2 separate regions of the Mus musculus genome follow, and region 2 is linked to region 1. Evidence: chromatin contacts called from public promoter capture Hi-C data. All regions are on one chromosome and are shown on one strand. The core of a region is the stretch at or near the end of the contact, and the rest is flanking DNA. Distances in the headings are between cores, read along the strand shown. Region 1 holds the start of Zfp560 (zinc finger protein 560). Region 2 holds the start of Ei24 (etoposide induced 2.4 mRNA).

Region 1 (6,742 bases), core at 1,720-4,219:
CCCACACCTGATTCTGGCCCCTTTCCCCTCCCCCTCCTTTCTTCCTCCCAAGTCCCTCCCATCCTCTATCTCCCATTACTATTTTGTTCCCCCTTCTAAGTAGGACTGAAGCATCCACACTTTGGTTTTTCTTCTTGAGCTTCATATGGTCTTCGAGTTATATTGTGGGTATTCCAAGCTTTCTTCCTAATATCCACTTATCAGTGAGTACACACCGAGTGTGTTCTTTTGTGACCTCCTGCAATGTTTAACAAGCTATAGTTTATGGCTCTTCAGGGCGAGGTGTGGGTCTCATGAGTTGTGTGACCCTGTTCCTGAAGAGACATGAACATCTATTTATACCTGACAGGGAAGTGATGACATACCAAATCATAAATACCACCAAAGTACAAATTTGTGAACAAATGAGTTTTATTTGGGTCATTTACAAGAACATTGGTGAAGTGTTACTTATAGGAGTGGAAATAACTCCAAGATAGCTATCCCACCAAAGCCCACCCCAACATGGATGATGGCTCACAAATGCTGGGAACCTGGGGCATACTGCACAGCCTGCAGGCTGAGTAACAGGCTAAAGAATGTCCCTTCTAGGTAGGGTATCATAAGTCTCTTCTAGGCAGCATGGTTAATCTCTGTTTCTTCCAGGCTGCTCACCTGGCATGAGCCTCTTCTAGGCAGCCCAGCTTGAGATTATCTCTTAGTAGTCCTTACTGCTAATACACACTTGGAAAAGAAGGGACCTAGTGAATCTGATCTATTTCAGGAACTTCCTGATGCCCCTGAGTTGTTTACTTCCTGAGCTTAAGGAACTTCCCTGCAGGACAGAATATTTCACCTCTTAGTAAATAACCTGTGACTTAAAGAACTTTTCCTGTAGGACATCCTGTGTCTTTCCAGTTGATGTGCCCAGCCATTGCTCTTAGGAGCTCATGGGTGTTTTGGTCATGTCTAGAACACAGTGTTCACAATACTCCTTTCCATCCTCCAGTTTATATTCATTTAACCCTTGTTTCCTCGATGTTTCATGGGCCTTGGAAAGAAGGATACTGATTTCCTATTTAAGGCCGAGAACTGAAGAGTCGCTTATTCTTAGCACTTTGATCTATTATAAGTCTCTGCATTACCCACTGCCCACTGGGGGTGGTGAGTGAAAGGCCAGGGTTGAGAGGAGCATCAATATATGGGTACAAACATTTAGAAAGAAAAATTAACAAACAACAACATTTAGCAAAGCCAAAGTAGTAAGACACTCCCCTTCCCCAGAGTCTACAGTTTATTCTGAGTCTATTAGCAGGAACAAGAAGATAAACCTACTTTTTCAGGCTTTTCCTACTCATGTCCCCCCAAATTTTCATCTTTCTATTCTGCTTTAGTAAAGATCTAGGAACATACAGTCACTAGAAGAATGTAGTGACAGGAGAGACTGTAAGAGTTACAGTAATATTAAACATATAAAAGCCAGTTGGCAGAAAAAGACTTCCTCATGGAAGTCTTTTTATATAACATGTACAACATATATGAAGCATGCTCAAAAGAAGCCCTCACATACTTAGGAGTGGCAGGTACTATATAAATGTCATGATAAGGGTCATAAGGAACAGATTTCATTTTCTAGGCTCTTTGCTCTCTAGACCACTCCCATTCTCAAGAGTGCTCCTCACCCCCTTTAAGCCCTTTCCTTCCTTTCTTTCTCTTGTGTGTGACCCTATATTCCTGACTAGTTTGAAACTATTTATGTAGACTTGACTGGACTCAACTCACACTGTTTCCGACTCTTGCAAACTCTGAATTTAAAAAAGTGTGGGTCTCAAAAGAGTCCGGTCCCCAATGAAGGAGCTAGAGAAAGGACCCAAGGAGATGAAGGGGTTTCCAGCCCTATAGGAGGAATAACAATATGAACTAACCAGTACCCCCAGAGCTCCCAGGGACTAAACCACCAACCAAAGAGTACCCATGGTGGAACTCATGGCTCCAGCTGCATATGTAGCAGAGGATGGCCTAGTTGGTCAGCAATAGGAGGAGAGGCCCTTTGTCCTGTGAAGGTTCTATGCCCCAGTTTAGGGAATGCCAGGGCCAGGAAGCAGGTGTGGGTGGGTTGGTGAGCAGGGGGAGGGGAGAAAGGATAGGGGGTTTTCGGAGGGGAAAGCAAGAAAGGGGACATTTGAAATGTAAATAAAGTAAATATCTAATAAAAAAAGTGTGGGTCACTATGCCTGGTCCCAATTTTCTTTTAGTTATTATTTTGTATAATGTGGTTAAGAGTGCAGGTGCACGTGTGCCGGCCTGAGGACAACTTGTGGAAGTTCGGCTCGCTCATCGGGTCTTGAACTGAGGTTATCATCAGGCTTGGAGGCAAGCTTCTTTACTCTGTGAGCCATCTCATCCACCCTACTTTCCTTTTCGTAATAAACTGTCTTTACTTCGAAAGGCGTGTTTCTCGTCTAATTCTGTGACTAGAGACACAAGTACCTGGATACTTAAGTGGGTGCATTAAGGCTCACAAACCTAACAGGAGCAACACTGGGTGACGTGTGCGCTTTGACAGGTCTGTCCTGTGTCCACACGGGCACAACTCCAGTCGTTGGTCTGGTTGTCAGGCCAGCAGTCTCTAAATCGAGTTGGGGTAAAGCCACTCTTGGGGCAGGAATCGGTAACTGCCCTGCCTGAAGGGGCGTAAACTCAGGGTAAACTGAAGCGCCCGAAGCCGGAGGACACTTAAGTCGAAGAAAACAGCAGTGACATCAGCCGCCCTCCGCAGTCTCTTACGCTCCAGCCCTTGGTTGCAGAGTTCTTTTTCCATCTCTGTGGTCGTCAACTTGTATGAGACGCTGGCGACACTAAATAAATTCTTGCTCTGAACGTCTTCCAAACAGCCCGCGCAGTGGTCGGAACTGGTCCTGCAGCCCCAGGCCGGGAGCGGAAGTGCCGTTGGCGGTGTTACCTTCCGACTCTTCCGGCGCGAGCTCTAGGGTGTGAAGCTCCTTTGTTCCTCAGAGGCGGGGTCCGCCCCTCGGCGGCTGCACTTCCTCGGGCTGTGCGGGCCAGCGCGGCCGGAACCTCCGCTGCGCGCTTGGTTCTCTGTCTTTATTTTCAGGAATTGGCGAGTTCAGGTGAGTGCGAGGTGAAAGCTGTTGAGAGGGCTTTGCCACCTTGTATTTACAAACGCGTGTGTCGTCAGAAATACGGCATCCTCTTCGCACGTCCCTTATTTGTTTCCAACACTTAGTTACATTTGGGTAGAAAGCCATCTCTTTAGTTGTCGGTGTGCTTGTAAACGCGTGTGTACTGGAAAAACAAAAAACAACAAACAAAACCTTAAACCAGTATTCACTCATTGTAGCGGAATTTCTTAGGCCCTACCTACAGGATTCAAAACAAGGACCTGTAGGAGGAATGGGTGGAGACTATTGAAGTATTCGGGTTGATTTATTTCTGCAAAAAATGTTTGGGTGAGTTGTGTTGATGGAAAAAAAAAATAGCTCTGGCCTTAAAGGAAATAAAAGTTGATCCTGAACCAAATAATGACAATGACCAGAAAAATATGTGTTTCCCCAAAATAACATGTTCCATTGTGGAAGTGGTTACATGACTTATTAGTGTTTTTATTTATTTATTTATGGGTGTTTTATTTGGTCATTTCTTGTATATGTGGATAGTTGGTTATGGCAAAGCGACAAAATTCAGCCTATATTCTTGGGCAGCTTGTAGCAATTGGAGAAGCTTAATATTTAATAAAGGAAATAAATATGAGACTGCAAATTGATGAAGACTCAAAGTTGAGGGCTATATTTTTCCTGTCTTTGTATGGTAATAGGTAAAATAAAGAAAAAAATGGCGATTTAATCCAAAAATACTAGATGTTGGAGTTAGTGATGCTGAAGGGAGTGGGAAATAGTCATCTCTCCCTCTTCCTAAAGTATTAGCGAGTGTTGGGACTGCCTTTTTCAGTGTGTCACCTGAGTCTCTTTGGAGATCATTGTTCTTGTTTGTTAGGATTGACAGAGGCAGTATGATAATGAAAGAGAGAGGAGACCTCAGCAGAAGGAGGTTGTCCTTTCCTGGGAAGGTGGAGAGTGTGTGTCGAGGGGCTTGGGGTTTGAGAGGGCAGAAAAGAGACTGGAAATTTCATCTGTATGTTTGTTCTTTGTAGTCTTAGGACGGAGACATGCCAGTAGTTGCTTTATCATATGTTGAGTGTTTTTGTAAGGTTTTCCCTGGCTCCTGACTGCAGATCATGTTCTCTTCAGTGTTGGCTTTCTAGTCAGTATGCTGAGTCAGGAGTTTCTCAGCCCCTCTGATGCCCTTTACTTTAGATTATTAACTCGCCAGTGTAATGTTACACTCGTGTTCCTGAAGAAGTTGGGTCTCGCCGCAGCGCTCTTGCTTGCAATGATAGTGCTTGATGACAGTTCTGTTAGGTCACCTGGAAAATGAGTACTATTTCACTTTGGAGGTGGAAGCAAACTCTGCTGAGAAGCTATTGAAGTAGACACTACAGAATTTATTGGAGTTCAGTAATTACCAGATGTCGAATGTATGGAATCAGTAATTTCACGAGTATTGCTTCTAGGGGGCTAGGTGGTGGTACCAGCAAATCAAGGTTATAGTAAGATGTTAATAGATGCCCTTTAATATTTGGATTTCAGCAAGCAAAGTTGGCCACAGATGGAGAAACAATAGAGATAGATAATCACCCTCCTAGAATTGTTTTTAATATAAAATTTAACCCTAAGCTCCCTATTTTTGTGTATTGTCTCTCTTAGTTGTTTTAACTAGGGATCTATGCGACCATTTTATCAAGCCAACAAGTAGGAATATCTTTGATTTTATTTTACTGTCTCCTATATTAGAAGGTTTAAGGCCAAAATGGAATGCTTTTCTACAGTAAACACTATGACTGTGAGAAATCTAAGCAAGGATAAAGTTCAAGTAAAGCCTGTGTATTGTTTTCTTCTGTATTTATTCATTAGCTTGAGATGTTTCAATTTAGTGGGATTCCCCAGGCATAGCTTTAATCTAAAAGCAAGATTGACTGAACTCATGCATTTTTAACTGATATGTTTTAGCAAGAGCTAAATCATAAAGATACATCCCTGTCCCCTTAATCTGAATCAAGTGGCGATGTATATGACCTGGCATATAAAAGTACCATTTGAGGATTTAAATGAAGAACTTGAAATTGAGAACACTGTTGCTCTCAGTTTGTGTATATTTCAACTCCCTTTAGGTTGATGGTGTCTGTGTAGAGTGGGGGCTTATATAGGCCATTTAAGAACTTGTCTTGTTAAATACCAAGAAGAAAGAATTGTTGGTACCTGGAGATACATGCCATTGCTATTTATTTATAATATTTACTAACTGATTTTATTTACTATTTTTCTTGATACTTAGGGATTGCATATTTTTGTGTATGATGCACTATTTGAGCAGCATTTGTACAAGTGTAATGACCAGATGAGGATAGTTGGCTTGTCTGCAGCCTCAAACATGTTTCTTTTGTGTTAGGAACATTAGAAATCTTTTTTGTCTTTATTTGTAAGGATTTTATTTGTTTTTATTTTTGCATATGAGTGTTTTGCCTACATGTATGTATGAGCATCACATATATTCATGCTTCATTCTTCTCATTCTTTTTCCTTCTTCCTTTTTATTCTTTTGCCTTCTCTTGACAGAGAGCCTGAACCCAGTCTTTTATATACTGAAGCTACATCATCAAAGCTTTGACCATTGTTAACTTTAAAAAAAAATACTTAAATTTACATAATTTTTATGAATCCTGAATAATTAGTCCAAGTCCACGCTTCCTTAAAACAGAAACTAAACACAAAGTAAAGGCATATTTCCTTATAGTTTTTACCCAGCCTGTTCTTCATGGGTAGCTGCACACAGCTCTTGGAGTTTCCTGGTACAGCAGACAGCAGTCATTAGTAACTACTTTCCTTTTAAAGTTTCTTTTTAAATGTTTCTTCTTTTTATTCGTTTTTAAAAAATTGGATATTTACTTACATTTCAAATGTTATCCCCTTTCCTGGTTTCCCCTCTGGGGAAAACCCCCTTTCCCATCTCCCCTTACCTTGCTTCTATGAGAGTGCTCCCTCCCCCAACTTATTCCTCACCACCCTAGCATTCCTCTACATTGGGGCATTAAGCCTTCACAGAACCAAGGGCCTCTCCTCCCATTGATGCCAGATAAGGCCCCTTCAACTCCTTCAGTCCTTCCCCTAACTCCTCCATTTGAGTTTCCTGTGCTCAGTTGATGGTTAGCTGTGAGCATCCGCATCTGTATTGGTCAAGATCTGGTAGAGCCTCTCAGGAGACAGCTGTATCAGGCTCATGTCAGTACTTCTTGGCATCCACAATAGTGTCTGGGTTTGGTGTCTGCATGTGGGATGGATCACCATGTGGCACAGTCTCTGGATGGCCTTTTATTCAGTCTCTACTCCACTCTTTGTCCCAGTATTTCCTTTAGACAGGAGCAATTCTGGGTTAAAAATTTTGAGATGGGTGGGTGGCCCCATCCCTCAAGGGGTGTGTGTGTGCCTAACCTCTGGATATGGTCTTGACGGGTTCTCCCTCTCCTTTGTTGGGTATTTCAGCTAATGTCATCTCTGAGGGGTCCTGGGTGGCTCTTATTTTCCTGGCAGCTGGGGCTTTCTGGTTGCTACCCCCAGTTCCCCATCCCCCATTGCTACACACCTTTATTTAATTTCCTGACCCTCTGTATGTCTCTTCCATCTCTTCC
Region 2 (6,742 bases), core at 1,780-4,279, about 16 Mb before region 1:
GACCCTGATTGAGACTATGTCTCCATCAGATTGCCTGTTGATAAGTCTGTAAGGCTGGATTTTCTTGAATAATGATTGGGGTGGAGAGCCCAACCCACTGAGGGCAATCCTGCACCTGGGCAGGTGGGCCTCGGTGTTATAAGAAAGCAGACCAAACAAGCCTCGTAAAGCAAGTCAGTAAGCAATGTTCCTTCATGCTTCACTTCCTGCCTCAAGTTCCTGTCCTGACTTTAACTCATTGACAGAATGTGATATAAAACTGTAAGCCAAATACATTCCTCTTCAAGCTGCTTTTGGACATGATGTTGTATTGTAGCAATGGCCACCTCACTTATGCTATATCTGAGAGGTCTGGGCATTTGTTTTGCCATTGACTTTGACATCTGGGTTTCAGGTTCTTTCCACGTAGGAATAATAATAATAATGGCTTATAATAAGCATTTGATTCTATAGATGACCCGATCAGTAGCAGGTCTAAGCATTGGTGAAGGCAAAGGGAAATAAGAAGAAAAAGAAGTGAAGAGCCATAGAAGAGATTGGGAGTAGGGAACAAAGTCTTCTAGAAGAGGCAGAATAGTTCAGAGAGTAAGCAAATAGGCCACCCTAAATGATGCCATTTTTCTATAAGGGCAATTGTGAGCTAAGAGCACTTAAAAGTGAAACAAAACCAGCAAGAAAGGAGTTCTCTTAAAGGTGGGGCCAGAGGAAGACTAGTCAGGTCTCTACCACTGAGCTACACTGCCAGGCCAAGAGGGGCAATTATCCTCTCCTTTCCCTCTTTTTATTTTTTGGTTTTTCGACACAGGGTTTCTCTGTATAGCCCTGGCTGTCCTGGAACTCACTTTGTAGACCAGGCTGGCCTCAACTCAGAAATCCGCCTGCCTCTGCCTCGCGAGTGCTGGAATTAAAGGCATACTCCACCACGCCCGGCTTCCTTTCCCTCTTAAAAGCAGGGAGTTGCTGCTCTAAAAGTAACTTGAATAGGAATTTGAAGGGGATGGGAATTTAGCTCAGTGATAAAGCACTTGTCCAGTATACACGTCTAACTGGGCTAGATTTTTAAAAAATAGTTAATAGGTGGGGTACAAACCAAACCTTATCAAAATGCGATTTTTTCTCTTTAGCCCCACCCACCACTTCTCTACAACTGCCATTCTTTGCACAATGGCATTTAAAAACATTTGGGCTGGGAACTGGTGGCACACTCTTTTAGTCCCAGCATCAGGAGGCAGAGGCAGGTGGACCTCTAAGTTCAAGGCCAGCCTGGTCCTCACAGCTAGTTCTATTTTCAAGACAGGGTGTTAGTCCTGGGTGTCCTCGAACTTAATTTTTTTTTTCCTTTTTGGTTTTTTGAGACAGGGTTTCTCTGTGTAGCCCTGGCTGTCCTGGAACTTACTCTGTAGACCAGGGTGGCCTCGAACTCAGAAATTTGCCTGCCTCTGCCTCCCAAGTGCTGGGATTAAAGGCGTGCGCCATGCCAGGTTTCGAATTTAATGTTAATCCTCAGCCTTCCCTGTACTGGAGCTAAAGGAGTGAGTACATCCCACCACACCCAGCCGCGAGGACTCCTAACCAAGATCTTTTGAGGTGGAAAGACTCTTTTTTAATATGAGCCACACCTCCTGTTGGCAGCCTATATAAAGAACATGGATGAAGGGAACTCACGCTTTCCTGCTTGCTCTTGCTCTCACTGGCAAGTCCATTCCTCCACTGGCAGTAGAGCCTACTACTTTGGGATTCCAGCGTGTACTGAAGACCAGCTTCGACACCCAGCCTTGTGAAGTGCACAACTGCTGAACTCTTGGACCTTCCATTCACAGGTAACCATTGTTGGTTTAGTTGGACCACAGCCTGTAAGTCATTCTAATAAACCCCATATATATTCATTAAGTTCTGTTCCTCTGGACTAAACTAACTGGGTGGTGGTGCATGCCTTTAATCCCAACACTTGGGAGGCAGAGGCAGAGGCAGGCCACCCTGATTTACAGAGTGAGTTCCAGGACAGCCGGAGCTATAGAGTGAAGCCCTGTCTCCAGCCTCCCTCCATCCCCCTCCAAAAAATAAAAGAAAACCCATCTCCAATCTTCTTCATTCCCTTCTCAGGGTTTATATGTCAGTCACTACTAACTCACTAGCTAACTTGTATGCTTTTCTTATACTTGACTCTTTCTGGGTTTTGTTTCTTAAATTCAAAGGAGAAACCTGAAAAGGGTAAAAGTGGCTTTTCCTACAGTTTCATGACAAGAAATTATGGAGCCAGGCTAGAAATGAGCCAGTTGAAAACAGCAATCTCTACTTGTTTTTTATCACAGCCATTCCATCATTACAATCCGCACTAAATGCTACCTAAGTGGTTGATGCCTTATATTCTGAATCACTCAAACTTCTGATCTCTTGCCTCCAAATTCCAAGTGCTGAGATTGTACTATCATGCCCTGTGTAATATAATTCTTGGACTTGAAGCCAGGGCTTTTTGCATGTGCATGATAACTGATTACTCTATTGAGTTTTTGTTTTTTGCTTTTGTTTTTTTCTGAATCAAGATGTTGTTACACAGCTCTGCCAAGGCTGGTACTTACTAGGTAGCCAAGGCTGGACTCGAATTTGGACCATTTCTTCTCTTCAGCTTTCCAAGGGCTGGGATTTCAGGTGTGCATCACCATACCTGGTTTATTAGTCTTTATAGAAAGCCTCCAAATTATCAAGGTGTCTCCTATTTTATTGTTTTCATCATTTGTTCTTAAAGGATATCAGAAAGACCAGCACTGATGTGTAGATAGATTAAGGAGGTTAACGATCGCTCAACAGTGAGAAGGGGTTTGACTAGGAGGCAACAAAGGTCTAGAATCCTGGACCTGGATACCCAGAATGAGTCTGGACTCTGAGGTCCAGCCAACTACAATTCCCAGGCTCCCAGACCACGCCCCCCGGTATGGCCCCGCCCTACCTCGCTAGCCCCGCCCCTGCCCAGCGACCGGCAGGCTGCCCGCCCGACTTCCCAGCTGCCCCGTGCGGCCCGGGCATGCCCAGTGTGGGCGCAGCCCCGGCTCTCCGAGCGCCCGGGCGGAGCGGGCAGCCGGGCGCGGAGCAGGCGAACCGAGCCTCGGTGGGCGAGCGCCCTGGCTGGAGCCGCGGCGGTAGGGTGGCGGGGTAGGTGCAGGCCGCGGCGGGCAGTGGGCTCGAGCCGCTTGCAAATCGCAGCCTGGGCGGCAGGGCCCATCGAGGGCTGGCAGGCCGGAGCTAGTTCCTAAGGTTCTGGAAGGGGCTGCGGCAAGGACCCCGGCCCCCGAAGGGCCCGGGACGCGAAAGGCGGCAGGGGCAGGCCTGGCGGCGGCGCGCGGGACTCAGGCTTTCCCCAGGTGCGGCGGGGCTATCTTTAGCTCCGGTGACCCTCAGTGAGCGAGGTCCGCACCTTGTGCGCGGCAGTGGCTGGGGAGGAAGACGGGTTCTCACCCCAATTGCCCCGACGCTGCGGGAGAGAAGGGGCCGAGTACCCCAGGTTGCCCAGGAGGCAGCCTGTGGCCGGGTGATGCGTGAGGGTGTTTACCTTTTCCCTACCTGGAGTGGGAAACACTGGCTTCCTCCCTTCCGGGACTTGAATCTGGTGGCTTCGGAATGAAAGTGCAGGAGTATGTCTCAGTAGGTGCTTAATCGGTTCTAAAGACTGTCAAATTTATTGGCCAGCAGTGTTTCAAGGTTTAAGGAAGGTGATGCTTGGGTTAAACAAAAATCCTCGTTGCAAAGCTTAAGCCAAAAAGTCCAGTCTCGGTTAGAACACTGAAGTTCCAAAGTTGGTTGTAATTAGCTTTCACTCACTGTTGACAAACCGTTTATATGTAAAATATTGTGAACCAGATGATGCATCTTGGTTTTCTCTGTTGTTAGAGCCCTTTGTGTCAGTCAGTGTGTGGTCTCAAATCGTGGAAGGTTATTTTTCTGCTTGTCTCAGCAATTTGTTAAACAGGGCAATTCATACCAAATGTTCTCTCCCATAGAAAAGTTGTTAGGCCCACGGTATAATAATGGCCTTTCCTTTAAAGGCTCTATTTGGTCACTGGTACTTTGTTAGTTGGTACATGAAGAAGCCGGGTATTAATCTGCCAAGGAGTCAAATAACACAGTGGTTCTGGGATATGACAGATTTTGAAGCTCCCTGTCTGGGCTCTTGGAGAAAACTAGAGTAATGGATTTTCTCACCTCAAGTCGGGTGTGTTCTTTAACAGGATTACATTTATCCAGAATTTTTTCAGCTTTGTTTATTCTGTCGTACTCTATCCCGTGAAGAATTTTAATATGCTACCCTTTATTTGTAGATGAGCAAGTTGTTGCTTAAGATGGTGGTACATTTGTGATATACCTTAGTGTCTTGGACATTTACTAGTTTCCTGGTCATGGACTGCTTTTTACCACAACTCCTAGAGCACTGGCTTTCTCTGTACACATGATTGAAGCTCTTGAGGTTTTCTTTTTCTGCTTTTTTAGGAGGGGGGAGTGGGAGTAGTAACAGATGTTTCCTAACCTTAGGAACTTCTCTAGGTGAGCACATTTGGGTAGGATTTGACGTAAGGAGCAGATGCAGGCAGCCTTCTGACTGTACTCCCTGTTTGTCCAGTTCTGAATGGCATCAGTCCAGTTGGGTCAGTGTGGTGCTGAAGTGGCCAGAGGTCAAGGAAAGTATCCTTTATGTTTTGAAGTTTGAGTTGTATACAAGCTGACTATTATATTTTATTATCTCTTAAATTGAAGATTCTAAGCTTGATTTGGTGGGGCATGATAACTTTGGAATCCTAAAATCTCATATTTTTGCAAGCAGACTTTCCATTCACCTGAGAGTTCACTTTAAAGAAATTAAATAATTGAGAGTCTTTGGGGGGGGGGCAGGGTTTCTCTGGCCCTGGCTGTCCTAGAACTCACTCTATAGACCAGGCTGGCCTTGAACTCAGAAATCCTCCTGCCTCTGCCTCCCAAGTGCTGGGATTAAAGGTGTGCGCCACCACTACCCAGCTGAGAGACTAGTATTTTAAGATTATTTATATATAGGGGCTGAAGAGATGGCTCAATGTTTAAGAGCACTAACTACTTTTCAGAGGACCTAGGTTCAATTCGAAGCATCCACAAGGCAGCTCACATTTGTAATATATGACTGATGCACAGATATATGCAGGCAAAACACTTATCTTCATAAAATTAAGTTGGTTTTTTTTTTGTGTGTTGTTGTTTTTTAAAAAGCTGGGTAGACCTCTTAGTTCAAGGCCAGCCTGGTCTACAGAGTGAGTTCCAAGACAGCCAGAGCTACACAGAGAAACCCCATCTTGAAAAACAAGATTTTCTAGTATGAACCCTCTTATCATTTTGGTACTAGAGACTGTGTATGCGAGGCAGGTTCTCTACTAAACTATATTCCCAATGTTTTGTTTTGTTTTTGAGAGAGTTTTTTAAATTATCCAGTTGTTAATTAATTCAGCTTGTGTAGACCTTGAACTTGTGCCTATCTTAGCCTGCCAGGCAGCTGGGATGCTAGGATTTCATCACCAGCCCTCAGTCTCAGTTTAATTTCTCTTGGTGTTGGGAATGGAACATACCGTGCAAGCACTCTACCACTGAATTGTACTTTTTTTTTCTCTATCAGTTCTTTTCAACATTTATTGTCTGTTTGCATCTGTTTGCATGACCTTGCATTTACATGTGAATGAGCCATGGCCAGTGTGCTTGTGAAGTCAGAGGACAACCCACCTGTAGGCTCTGCAGAAGACACACCTTCACCTCCCCAGCCCCGACTCTGAGTTATTTGCAGCTCTGTCAATTTATTAATTATAAAGCTGGGTTTTCCAATCAACTGAGAAATAATATGAGAGAAACCTTTACTATTCTTTAGTTTTTGCAACAGGGTCTCATGTAGCTTCCTTTAAATTTCCAATTTAGTGGATGATGACCTTGAATTCCTGATTCTCTTGCCTCAGCTTTTCTAACTAACCCTTACCATTCTAACCCTTCTAAAGACTGTTTACAAATGTGAACTTTATGACCTTTTGCTTGTTTCTCTGGCTCCAATGCATATTGAGTGAGCATGCAGCCTGCCATTGAACTAGACCGTCAGCCTTAGTCTGTCTAGTTTAAAATTCTTTGTTTCTTACATGATCCTTAAAAGACATGTGCATGTATATTTAAGATTAGAAAGTGAACTGGTACTGTAGGCCAATGGTAGAGTATTTGCTTATTACATGTGAAGCTCTGGGTTTGGTAGTTTTAGATTATGTCTTAAATTTTCCCATGTATTTGAGGACTATGAATAAAGTGAATCAAAATAAATTATTGTTATTATATGAGACAGGGTTTTCAGTGTAGAACTTAATATGTATCTGCCTGGTGAGAAAACTGGTGATTCTCCTGCCTTTGCCTTCTGAGTGCTAGAATTGCAATCTATCATAGTGTGTAGCTTCTGTGTGTGCGTGCATGCACCTGCCTGTGTAGGTCTAGAAAAGGTTATTGAACCCCCGGGAGCTGGAGTTCAGATGGTTGTCAGTGGTCTGAGATAGGTGTTAGGAATCGAGGAATCGATCTCTGGTCCTCTGAAAGAGTAGCCAGTTCTCTTAACCACTGAGCCATCTTTTCCAGTCTCACATTCAAGTGCTGGAGACTATGTAGCCAGTATAAAAATTGCTTAAGAGAGTATTTCTATCCAGATTCTCAAAAGTGAAAGTGTTTGGGAGGAGTGGTTTGGAAATTCAAGGCTCAGGGGAGA

The links. Promoter capture Hi-C pulls out the DNA fragments that hold promoters and counts their contacts.
Region 2: a promoter capture Hi-C map of pre-B cells shows a contact between it and region 1. The contact joins the promoter of Ei24 here to the promoter of Zfp560 in region 1. A contact is called at or near these places in 3 of 39 promoter capture datasets (cranial neural crest, maxillary cranial neural crest and pre-B cells).

Annotation. Positions count from the first base shown.
Region 1 is chr9:20,381,385-20,388,126 of GRCm38.p6, reverse strand. Zfp560 (zinc finger protein 560) reads left to right here and starts at 2,969. Exons shown (of 7, transcript NM_001004190.3): 1 at 2,969-3,110.
Region 2 is chr9:36,793,621-36,800,362 of GRCm38.p6, reverse strand. It overlaps Ei24 (etoposide induced 2.4 mRNA), which reads left to right and starts at 3,029. Exons shown (of 11, transcript NM_001199494.2): 1 at 3,029-3,150.